Linked DNA regions of Mus musculus: region 1 is linked to region 2. The links are chromatin contacts, called in public HiChIP or PLAC-seq maps. All regions are on one chromosome and are shown on one strand. Each heading gives the region's core, a stretch centred on a gene start, on an enhancer-like site or on the middle of the called end of the contact. The rest is flanking DNA. Distances are from core to core; before and after follow the strand shown. Region 1 overlaps Auts2 (autism susceptibility candidate 2). Region 2 overlaps Auts2 (autism susceptibility candidate 2).

The links. HiChIP or PLAC-seq counts read pairs in DNA pulled down with a chosen protein or histone mark.
Region 1: an H3K27ac HiChIP or PLAC-seq map of differentiating embryonic stem cells shows a contact between it and region 2, with 2.4 times the contacts expected there. The contact joins two enhancer-like sites. A contact is called at or near these places in 1 of 484 Hi-C or Micro-C datasets (nephron progenitors), 4 of 115 datasets of contacts at active chromatin or transcription factors (differentiating embryonic stem cells, embryonic basal ganglia, embryonic limb bud and 1 more) and 1 of 9 other capture datasets (embryonic tail).

The regions. Positions count from the first base shown.
Region 1 is chr5:131,845,235-131,851,664 of GRCm38.p6, forward strand. All of the region lies in intron 4 of Auts2 (autism susceptibility candidate 2), which reads right to left. Among named protein-coding and RNA genes, the nearest start is that of 4930563F08Rik, 32 kb to the right of the region's middle. Within about 2 kb of position 4,602, at least 8 of the 459 cell types and tissues checked have an H3K27ac peak or open chromatin away from gene starts, as enhancers often do. A contact at or near this core is called in differentiating embryonic stem cells, where this site is marked.
Region 2 is chr5:131,582,710-131,588,866 of GRCm38.p6, forward strand. The region is part of intron 5 of Auts2 (autism susceptibility candidate 2); the gene reads right to left. Among named protein-coding and RNA genes, the nearest start is that of Gm29681, 170 kb to the left of the region's middle. Within about 2 kb of position 1,977, at least 56 of the 459 cell types and tissues checked have an H3K27ac peak or open chromatin away from gene starts, as enhancers often do. A contact at or near this core is called in differentiating embryonic stem cells, where this site is marked.

The sequences.
Region 1 (6,430 bases), core at 3,352-5,851, 270 kb after region 2:
TTCCTCTTTTGGAATGGACTCTTCTTGAGTCACATTTTACTTCCATGTATCTCTTTAATATCTTAGCCTCTTCTCTTCCATTCTTACAAGAAGGTTACAACCAGAAAGCAAGCATGTAAGAACAAGATCACTCACAATGTATCCTCTGAGCTCTGAATGCTTTACCACATGTGTATGTGCATGTGGTGCTGTTCATGTGCACATCTGCATGCCTGTAGGAGGATATGTACGTGCTGGCATGTATTCACATGTATGTAGTATATATGTGGGATTATATTCTTGTTTAAGAGTGTGTGTAGTATGTGAAAGTATACTATATACAGGCATATGCTTATATGTATGTAATGTGCATATGAAAGTATAGTCTATGCAGGAATGTGTTTCCATGTTCATAATGTACATGTGAAACTATAGTATATGGAGGCATATGTTTACATGTATGTAGTGTGCATACAGGGGTAAATGCATGTGTGCATGTGTCTGTACATGTATGTGGAGGCCAGAGGTTGAGGTCACTGATTCTTCTGATCGTTCTTCATCTTACTTAGCTCAATGATTTGGCTGGTTTAGATAGCTAGCTTGTCCTTGGAAAACCCTGTATCTGGTCTCCCGAGTGCTAGGATTAAAGGTAAATTGCCATGCTTACTTGACTTTACATGGGTTTTGGGGTTCTGAACCCTGCTTGTCACGAGTGTATAGTAAGTATTTTACCCACTGAGAAATCTCTCCAACCCCTCTAGGGGCTTGGTTTCACTGAATTCTTATACAACTCTATAAAGTGGGAGAGCTGATCTCATTTGAGAACGAGGACACAGGCTCACAGAAGAACATCATGAATGAAGTCAGTATCTGGTAAGTGGTAGGCCTGAGGTGGAGCTCTTGGTCAGTCTGCATTTAAATTTCTGACGCTGTCAGTGAGCAACCCCAGCACACAAACATCTTCTCCTTGTGTTCAAATGCACACCCGCTTTTCATCTCTGCGTCTTCTTTGGGCTGTGGCATTCTTTCATACCCCAACCCCATAAGCACTGCTATATACTTCTTCCCCTTGAGCAATTCTAATGCAATCTTGACTCTAGATGCTCTATGAAATGGGATTTGCTGAATGCTGTCGGTGGCAGAACTAGGAGTGCTTGGAAGAGTCGTGTCCTTGTTCCCTCCATGGATCGGATGACTGTTGCTGTCCCATCGGAATGCTTTTATAGTCTTCTGCCGTATCAGTCTTTTCCAGATACCGAAGAATACCTTGAATGGTATCTTTTGCTGGATATTTATCTTTGAAACACCAATAGTAATTATTTTTCTGTTCCTCCTTCTCCACCTTTACCCCTACTCTCCTCCCCCTTTCTTGCCCCACCCTCTTCTTCTTCCACCTCTTGTGTATCCCCCCTCCTCTTGCTGCTGCTCCTCCTTCCTGTTCCCTGTCCCATTTTCTCTATCATGAGGACTGAACTTATGGCCTTGTGTGTACTAACCACTGTCTCTGCCCCAGCTATCAACAGTAGCTTTGTATTTTTGACCAAAGGTGCTATCGTTAGTTCTTGGCTGAAGTCCACCACATAGCTGCTTCCACAGACGCCCCAGACTTCCCTCTAACGGAGCTGATTTCCCCATTCTCAAACTCAGTTTCTGCTGGGCCACTCATCTCAAGGATGCTGTTCCCACAGTCTACCCCTGGGTCTTCCTTACCAGTCTTTCAGATGTTTGAAAGATCACATCTAAGCTCCCTTTAGAATTCCTTTCTCTCTCAGGTCACTACGGCTGCACCGGTGGAAGCCCTGTCGCCTCTCATTCACAAACTTACCCCAAGTATGACACCACTCTGTGTATGGTACCTGTTACCGTTTGATTTCTGCTGATAAGATAAAGCACACTGATCAAAAGTGGACCAGGGAATGAAGACACGTATTTATTTGGCTTACACTTCCAGGTCACACTCCATCATTTGGGGGAGTCGGGGCAGGAACAAAAGGGGAAAATCTATGAAGAGATTCTGCTTGCTGGATTGTAGTCTCACACGCTCATGCTTAGCTACCTTTCTTATACAGCACTCCCCTGAAGGGTGGGGGGAAGGAGATGTCCCAGGGAGTGCTTAGAGCTCCAGTAGAGGACTTGGTGTCTACATTTGCCAATTTATAACTGCCCTTAACTCTAGCTCCAAGTGATATAATCATAGATTTCCCCCCAACACTCCCTCACGCCCCCCCTCACACACACAGATACACATAATTAAAAGACATTTTAATGATAATCTGGGGTTACGGTGATGGCTCAGTGGTTAAGAACACTGGCTGCTCTTCTTGAGGACCAGATTTTTATTCTCAGAACCTACATGGGAATTAGCTGAAACTCTAGACCCAGGGGATCTGAGATCTTCTTTTGCCCTCCACAGGCATGTCAAACATGCAGACACACACACACACACACACACACACACACACACACGCACACACACACAGAGGGGAAACACCCATATACATAAAATAAAAACGAGGGTATATTCAGATACAAACTACACACAAGGATAGCCTGAAATACTGGAGACCCTGTCTGAGTAAATGAATGAATGAATGAATGAATGAGAAGAGCTTTGGTTTTACGTGTATACACAAGTCTTGAAATCATTTTGTTAGAACTCAAGTTGCTCTAGGTAAGGTATTTTACTAAACTTGGAAATCCATGATAATAGGCATCATCCATTCACAGAAGATGCTGCCTGCATGAATGAAGGAATGAATGAACGAACGAATGAATGAATATCTCACTAGACAGTGCCGTCCAAAAATGCCTGCCTCTTCTACCCATGTCTCTACCCCAAATTAGGAAAGCCAGTAACTCTCTTCCTAGTGACTTCCAGAAATATCTGGTCATTAACACCACAATGGCCATCATCAAAACTGGGTTGTTTAATGTCACCAGAGTATAAAGTTCTTAGCAGCTTAGGCTTATTACCAAAGCAGGCATTATCGTCAAATATATCTTATCAGGAGGTTAAACACAGTTCCTCGTCAGAACACTTAACTCTCCAATATGGTCAATTACCAGATAATAGTGCCCCTTTTCTCATGTCTTACCACTTAACCGGTCTGATCAATAAATAAGTACACACTGCATTATTAAGAACGTGCTGATGTCAGACACAAGCAGCAGTCTATGCACTGGAGCCTTGAAGCAAAATGACTCTTACAAGTCCCTCCCTGTGTAGGACTCCACTGCACCACACAAACACATCCCACACAAACACAAACACAAACACAAACACATCTCCTCAGACCTCCCATGCCACATACAGACATCACCAATGATCTTTTCAGCTTGAGCCTAAGGAATGAAAATAAGCAGGAGGCTGGGGTTTAGTGGGATGATGTCATCAGTAATGTCCCTGCTGTGCAAGCATGTGAATCTGAGTTTGGATCCCCAGCACCCATGTAAAAACCAGTGGATGAGGGTGCCAGGATGACTGTAGTCTTCTCTTAAGGGAATAGAGACAGGATTTCTGAGATAAACTGACTGGCTGGACTAGCTAGCCACTATCTCAATAAGTAACATGGAAAATAACTAAGAAAACACCATATGTTAACCTCTGCCTTCTTGGCAAATGTACAAGGCCAGGTGTACCCCCTCCCATAAACATAAGCACACCACATAGAGAAACATACACTACTACCACCACCACCACCACCACCACCACCACCACCACCACCACCACCACCACCACTACCAGAAGCATCCTATATATGGGACCCTGTCTTATAAGCAATGAACCAATTAATTGGACAAAAACACAAATCAAACAAACAAACAAAAAAAACCTAACTTTCACTGTCTAAATGACCATTAGCTGCTCCACAACGTAAAAGCTAAGTGCATTTCTTTCTGACACAGCCAGATGTAGTGTTCTCTAAGTTCCCTCTGGAAATGGAAGAGATATCACCATTACATTTAAGTGCATACAACTGCCACCACCTTGACCAGGACCCCAGCACCCACAGACCCCATGGACAAAAAAAATGGGGTTACTATCATGTATTTTAATTAATTTGCGCTCTACTTTATTATTTGTGACAGTGACCCATAAAACCCGGAGCTGGCTATTTTAACAACAAAAACTGGTTGGTGGGCTCCAGGAATCTGAATGTTTCTTCTCCCCACGACTCCTACCGGTGTTGAGATGCTGGGCTCAGCTTTTACACGGGACCAAGGAATCCAAACTGTAGCATATACAGCAAGCATTTCACCTACTGAGCCATTCCCACAGCCTGCTCCTATTTCTTGAAGTGACTTTCTTCTGGCTGAGAATACCAGGCAACATATGTACTTGCAGTGAGACTGCAAGTAGTATTTTGAATTCTCTGGAAAGAAACATTTCAACACTGGGTCCTACGATGATATGTTGGGCTTTGATGCCTTTTCTGGTGCAGAATCTTAATGTGCACTTGTTGCTCTGTCTCTAATTCCCCTGATGAGCGTGGACTCTGGAGAAAGAATGAAGAAAGAAGAAAACATAGGGGAAGAGGAGAAAGGCTGCAGGCAGGGCTGCATACACAGGAAAGGCAGGCATACAAGACAGGGAAGACTGGGTCTGGCCCCCATGCTGATCTGGTTCCTGTTTTACTGAAGTGTTTCACTAGGCCCCATTGTCATCAGGTTAAAAACTCACTGTGATGTTAAAAGGAGTCATTTCACAGACACAGAAGCAACTAATGACAGAGCCCCTGCAGCGCAGACTCCAGGTCTGCATATATCAGCCTCTCTGCATATATCAGGTCCTCTCCAGATTCGGAAGAATTCTTGTAGGTTTTAGTATTTTCATGAAAGACTCAGTTGGGTTTGCCTAATAACCATTTCTGCTGCGTTTAACTTCCCACTATGAGCTCTCCATAGGTTGAATCTACCCAGGACTAGAAATGTTCAGCATGCAAGTAACTTTGAGTCTAGAGAATCCCTTTCTTGATGGGGAGAAGTGTAGTTGCCTATGGTGACAACAGGCAGAGAGGTGACATGTTCTGGTGCAGGTAGACCTCATCAGAGCTACCTAAAAGACAAAGGCATCTCTTCCAAAGCAGGGAGGAAGGCATCTAGAACATGTAGGGGTTGACAACACTGAAGGCCTTACTGTGTTTAACTAATGAAGGAGTTAATTAAGAGTGTGTGACCTGACTGCTCTTCTGAAGGTCCTGAGTTCAAATCCCAGCAACCACATGGTGGCTCACAGCCATCCATAAGGAGATCTGATGCCCTCTTCTGGGTGTCTGAAGACAGCTACAGTGTACTTAGATATAATAATAAAGAAATCTTAAAAAAAAAAAAAAAAGAGCGTGTGGCGTATGCATGTGATTTGTGTGCTCGCACAGGTAAACATGGAGGTGTGCAAGCAGGCATAACGGATACCTGAGGTTCAGCATTAAGTGCCTGCCTTGTTAACTCTTTAATCTCCAGACTGAGGTACTGGACCTGGAGCTTCCTGTGTCTGCCTCCCGGGCAGGGTAGGTATAGGCACGTGTCACCTAGTAGGCTTTTTAGACCGGCAATGAACATGTGAAGTCTGGTCCCATGCTTACAGTTGCCTGAGGCTGGCCTGGGCACCGTCAGGCTTGTAGGAAGCTGTTCTCTCCCACGTCAGCACCTTTGAAAACATTCTGGACCACAGAGCTGGCAAACCCTCAGGCCTGCTACAAACAAACACTGGCGGACTTTACCCACTTACAGCTCAATCACTAGATCCCCTCAGTTAGATCCCATAAAGTAATCCTGCCATCAAATCATCCACCCCTAACATGCCCCCTTTGCTTTTTAATGTGCCTCCAGGAATCAATGGGGGGCAATTTTCTGGAATTTATGCAACATTCCTTAAGGGGTCATTCTTAAAAAACAGGAAAACCTTTGTGAAGTTCTATGAGGGAGCTGGGAACGGATCCAATTTTCCTACATGGGTTTCTCCCCCCCCCTCCTCTTTTTTAAAACTAGATGAAAACCTGTAAGTTTTGACCAATTCCAACCATCATGAAAACACCCTTTGTTTAAACAATGTCTCTACTGGAGCGTTTTCCAGCATGTAAGGTGATTGCCAGTGAGATACAAAATCCACTGGGGCCTTTGAAAACTAGGCGTGGAGAAGGAAGGAAGGGCAAGAAAAAGTTACCCACCTAGGAGTGCTGACCAACCCATGGACAGAACCGAGAAACCCAGCGAGGAAATCCACCCACAATAACCAATCCAACGTGAGGTAAAAAGCCATCTGTATAAGCGCCAATTATCCTTTTCCACAAATGATTAGTTTCCATCTCGTTTTGCTGACAAGCAAGTTATGCCACATTTTAATAGGCAATAAAATGTATTATTAAATAATTAGTAGCTAAGAAACAGAAATTAGAGGCTATTTCCCTTCACAGGCATCCCCCAGTACTCCAGTCTATTGATGCCGGAGCAA
Region 2 (6,157 bases), core at 727-3,226:
TCTGCAAGCATGCATGCTATGCATGTGCATGTGCACACGATCAGGCACAAAGGAAGATACACACGAGTACACACATGCATGCGCATATGCACACACACACTTTACACACATACACTTTAAAATGAAAGACACTGCAGAATGAACGTCTCGCCCTCTTCAGGCAAAACCATACTAAGGAGTATTCAAGAGGCCTCTGTGCCCAGTTCCTCAACGCTATGGAGTCTTGCAGGAAAACATGCAGGTTAGAGGTGTGATATTTCCCCATTCCATGTCTCCCCTCAGGAATAAAAACCGTCAGCGTGCTACCCTCATCTCAGCACACTTCTCAGGACATGGCATTGTGCAAAGAGAAAAGAAAGGGGAGACTGTCTTTCCTGAGAGTTAACAAAAGACCCTGAATTTGTCTCTTGCGTATCAGCAGTTAAGACACGATGGAGCCTGCTTATCTACCTCAAAGCTCCAAGTCCATTATTTATGCTCCCTGGGCATGCCACCTGCGTAGGGAAGCATCCTCTTTTCAGGATGCTTTCCTCTTCCTAGCTCCCCTGGCTCTGGGTTATGGCTAGTACAATATTTCTCCTATTTCCTGCATTCGTTAACTTGGCCCAAATGTATGCCTACTATTTGGATTATTAAAATAGCATCAATTTAAAATATTTCTCTTGAGGGGGCTAGAAAGTGGCTCAGCAGTTCTGAGTGCTTGCTGTTCTTGCAGAAGATCCAAGTTTGGAGTTATGTCCCCAGTCCTTACATTGTAGCTCAGGGGATCTGACACTACGCCCTCTTCTGGATTTAGCAAGCATTGCATACGTGAGCACACACACACACACACACACACACACACACACACACACACAAAATGAAATAAACAAATCTCAATAAAATAACAAAAAGAGCAGCATTCCTCCTCAGTGGCATGGGTAGGCAGAAAACCAGAGACCTTTATGGTGGTTGGAGATAGGAGGTAACTCTTGAGGAAATCCAAGCAGAAGAGAGAGGGGTAGAGCAAAATTGGGGTGACTTTCCCTTCAACTGCCCCCTCCAGCTCTGCAAAGAGCTTGCTAGAAGATTCCTGCAGAGTACAGTTCGCTCACTCCCTTGCATCCTAGAGTGTCAGTGGGAGTCCCTGAAAGGCTTCTAAGCAGACACAGGAGTGAGTACCGTTAAAAGGAGTCTCCCATTCCCTTGTCTGTCTTTCCTTCCAGCAACCTTATAGTGTATGGAGGAACTTAAAGGTCCCCTTGTAACCTCCCTGCAGAGATGGTAATGGAACACTGGTTGCTTTAAGAGGTTGATGTTTCAGGACAGTGAAGCTATTGTGTACTTAGTAGCCCCCAAGACATCCGTTTGTACCCTAAAAGCCAGGTGATGTTCAAGACAGGAAAACTGGTGGCGGAAGGAAGAACCTTTGAGAACCATAAAAAGGCAGAAGGATCCAGGAAAACACTTTCAGGAGATGGGGCTGATAGAAAGCTGGGGGGGGGGGGGGGAGGAGAAGAGGAGAGGCCAGATCAAGGGAGAGAGGTGGGAACCATGGCAAGAGGGAGAGAGGAGGACATAAGATAAGCAGGAGAACTGTGGGAGGCTCCCTCGCCATCAGAGAAGCAGTCACAAGACAAGAGTGGGAGAGAGCAGCCAGGAAGTGAGAAAGCCTGGCAGTCCTCCCCGGATAAATGACCGAAGGGTGAAGGGCGGTGAGAAGTTTAATTAGAAACCAGCAGGGCTTCTCTCAACTACCTTTTGTGAGGCTTTGGCCCTGTGGTGATGTGCCAGGAGGAAACCAACTCCCCCTGACCTCAGCCAGCAGCATTGGGCCCTCCTTCCTCCCTGTGGTTACCCTGTCGGTACCACGCATGTACACTGGCTTGCTTCCCCACTAACAATGGTCACCCCTGACTGCTCTTGAGTAGGAGTGGACATCTGGAATCACACTACAAGAGGTCTTCCGTCCCACCTCCCCTCCCCTCTGCCCTTTGCTTAGCATCGCTGCAGCCTGGCCTTGGAGACACTTCCCCCATGGATACTGACCATCTCATTTCCTAGTCTCTAAGGGGCTTGCCATCCATCCCCCTCTGACCTGCCAGCGGGAGAGATGACCTCACATTTGTCCTGCTTATTGCTGGTAATAACCATTAGGGACAATGGCAGCAGCTCACACCTGCTGCCTGGCGAGGATGGCAGACCAGGTCTCTGCAGGAGGCCAGAGATGTAAATCCCTGGCCTTTTCATCGCTTCCTTGTGGTCGCACAGCTGTAGTGAGGGAGACAGGGGAAAGGATGCAGTTTGCCTGGCTTGTCTTCTGCTTGGGTTACTGGACTGTGGCCTGGGGTTGCTGATAGGCCAATACAAGACATTGTGCTGGGCTGTAGACACAGCTCAATGGACAGAGTGTTTGCCTAGCATGCATGAAGTCCTGGGTTTGATCCCCAGGACCACATTACCTGGGCATGGTTCAGCAGGGGGATTAGAAGTTCAAGGTCATCCTCAGCTACTCAGCAAATTTGGAACCAGCTAAGGCTGGAACAAGCTAAGGAACTAGCTACTCAGCTAAGGCCCTGAGTTAAGAAGGCAGGCAGGCAGGCAGGCAGGCAGGCAGGCAGAAAGACATCATGCTGTTGGAACCTTGATTGCCTCAGTTATTCATTAGAGTCTAGAGACTCTGGCATATGGAATCTAAGGTGATGATGGTCATATTCTTTGCCTAGCCATCTCTTTGTGATGGATGGCTTCACTCTTGGGCATCTTCACAGTAGCCCTTGTGATCTTTGAAAGATGCTGACAACATCCAAGACAAAGCTTATGGCAACAGGGTCCTTCCGGGCAAACCCCACCCCTAACCCCCAACCCCGTCATTATAGCTAAGAACCTACTGAGGGGAACCAAAATTCAGTGGTCTAAGCTCACAGGTACCTCTTCCAAAGTGTGACACACCTATCAGCCACACAGACATGCGCAGGGCACATCCTTCCTGCCACCGAGTCGCCAGCCCTGCCCCTTTCATCGTCTTCGAGGCGAGCCAACAGCCTGAGAGCAGCCAGCAAGCAAGCTGGGCCCCAGCCCTGCTGTAAAGTATTAACTCATACTGAACACAGTTTGTCTCCGAGGACCCTCTTGGCCCCTTCGTCATCCTGTGCTGACATTTTAATCGTGCTTTTGTGGGAGCTGGCTGGCAGTTTGTCATCGGGAATGGCGCGGCGAGGGGCCAGAGCGGGTTGCTGGCTGTGTCGGCTGCTGAGGGAAGCGGCCCATTCTGACAGACTGAGCAATAATCTGAACTTACTGCGCAGAGCCTGTGGGACACCAGCCGGGCCGCTTTATCTTCTTCATTAAAGTGCGCTCAAAAAAAAAATCCATTTTCCTTTAAAGTCTCAGGAACAGATGGAGTAAAATTAATTGCGCCATTACGTCCCGATAGACAATACCAGAGTGGTTTTCTTTCAACTGTGCATGTGTGTTACAAAGTGCTCTTCGTAAAAGGCAATTACTGCAACATTTGCCATAAAATAAAGGTTGCTTTAATGGGCAATAAACACAGGCTTCAAATTTTGTATGAAATGGGTCTCCAAAGGGCGCTGTTAGAGGCAGCTCAAAGGCACGGCTGACTTTAGTATTTTCTGCTCGGGCTTCAGCTCAGCTAGTTGAGAGAACAATGATTTTTCCTCCACCATTGGATGTATTCTGATAGAATTATGTACATGAGTTAGAGTCACTGTCTGGGCACCTCTTGCCAGATTTCTCTGGCTAGCAACTAGCGGGGATGAGAGACGGAGAGAGAGCAAGAGAGATCACTAGGGTACCATCCAGGGCAGAACCTTCTGCCAAAGATGAAGCCAAGTGACAGGCTGCTGGTTCGCAGGGGATGGAGGACACATTTTCTCTCTCCCAGGTCAGGTGAGGGTTCCTAGTGAATTCCGGCAGCAGGACGCAGTGAGAAATCTATATTCATGTATATTTAGAGCCATTTAAGCCTGAGACTTGGCAAAAGGGAAAATAGTTTGTGCTTTATGACCGAGACAGAGATGATGATCATGAAGACCTGGAGGTAGATTGATGGCCAGACCCTCTGGCCACGACCTCACTTCCTGCTCTCTGAGGACAGCGAGCACACCACTGTTAGGAGCTTGGAATTCACAGTGCTATACAAATCTCCACCAGCCCTGCTGGAGGAACCTGCTTCTCCAGTCCCCTGCCCTTTCTTTAGGAAACCTCACATTAAATCTTCCTCCTCTTGCCGACACCTCAGATGGGGGCGGAATGTAAAGGAGATCAGAGATTCATTTCCCTCCACTATATTTCTACATTTCGGTAATTACAAAGTTAGCATGACATATAAATGATCCATTAATTGAAATATGGACGACACCAACTCCAATATTTATGGCATAAATCCATATTTCATTAAATAAATCCGATAAGCAAATATATCACGGAGAACAGGAGGACATTTTTATTTAAGCCTGAGATCAGAAGCCAGAGGACTGTTTTCCATCCAAAATAATGGAGCTACAGCTTGGAGTGAAAAAAAAAATTAGGTAAGGACGGTGAGACAGAGAGGCTGATGGTGAAAAATGAATGTGGGGAAACTTGGCCTCGGCACACGTGGTCAGGGGCACCAGCAGCCGATGGCCACTGCCATCTGAAACCTGCCATCCCAGTTCAGAGTGCCAAGGTGGTAGCCTGGGGCAATGGTCAGACTCGGGGTGGGGTGGGTGGGGTGGGGGGGGGAATCTTTAGCAGCTACCAGCAGAGCAGAGAGTCTTTTCTTTTTCTGTTCTACTTTCATGGCACTGTATTGTATTTTAGTAGTAGTAGTAGTAGTAGTAGTAGTAGTAGTAGTAGTAGTAGTAGTAATGGTAATAATAATAATAATTATTATTGTTATTGGTCAGGTTATCAAAATGCACAGCCTTGCCTACAATTCATATGTAGCTACGGGATGACCTTGAACTCCTGACCCTTCATTAGGCTCCTGAAGAAGACAGCTGAGGGCATTCAGTACCCTGGTGCTATCTTTACAGTAGTTATGAGCTGCCTGATGTGGGTGCTGGGAACTGAACAAGAGCAGCACAGGCTCTTGGCCAGAGACACCGCTCTAGGCCCTTTGTTTTAAAGTTTTGAGCGAAGGCTTCGTGATGTCATCCAGGTTGTCCATGAGCCCTCTCTCCATCCTGCTGCCTTTGCCTCGTGGGTGCTGTCATAACCAGCTCACTGTGACTTATCAATACACGTATCATGCCACAGCTAACATTTCTCTTTTATTTGGATTGAAAATCTCCAAAATATCCCCCTACTAGCTACTTTGAAATATTCAGCTCATTTGAGACAACCATGCCCTACTGTGCAAGTTGTTTTTCTACCTGCATCCCTGTAGCCACTATCCCCCCTCTTTTACTTCTAATATACAGTCTCAAAGAGGAAATACAACATAACAGATAGACAGATAGACGTATATTGCTACTTAAAGACTCCTATCCTTAGGATAGACAAGATGGCTCCCTGGACGGAGGTAGCTGCGGCCAAGCTTGATGAGCTGATAGTGACTGCCAGGATGGTGGATGGAGAGAACTGACTCACATACACTGTCTTTTGATCTCCACATGTATGCTACGGCACTTGCCCTGCCTCCAATAAAATACAGTGAAAACAAAAATCTGTTATAGGGTGGGTACGGTGACACACAACTGTAATCCCAGCACCTGGAAAGCAGTCCTGGATGGATCTCTGTGGGTCTGAGGCCAGCCTGCGAGGTATGAACCAGCCTGGATTACATAGGAAGGCCCTGCTGCAAAACAAACCAACAATAACAACACCCAGCTCCTGTTGCCTTCAGGAACACCCTAAAAGTCCTTATGCCTCAGAGCCAGAGTCTGAACAGCCCAAAGGTTACAGAACTCAGGGTCACTCTCTAAGCTAAAGAGTACACAAGTAAAATAGTGTGATAAAAATCTATTGTTAATATGTATTTTTAAAAGTCAAAAACCCAATGAAAATCAACAAAATCCATCACCAGGTAGCTGGATGAAGAATTTCCTAGCTAGCTGTGTGTGGCGATGCACACGTGTAATCTTAGCATGGGAGAGGCTGAGGCAGGGAAGATAAGGAGTTGGGGGGCTAGCCTGAGCTACATGGTGACAATTTACCTCAAAAGTAAACACAC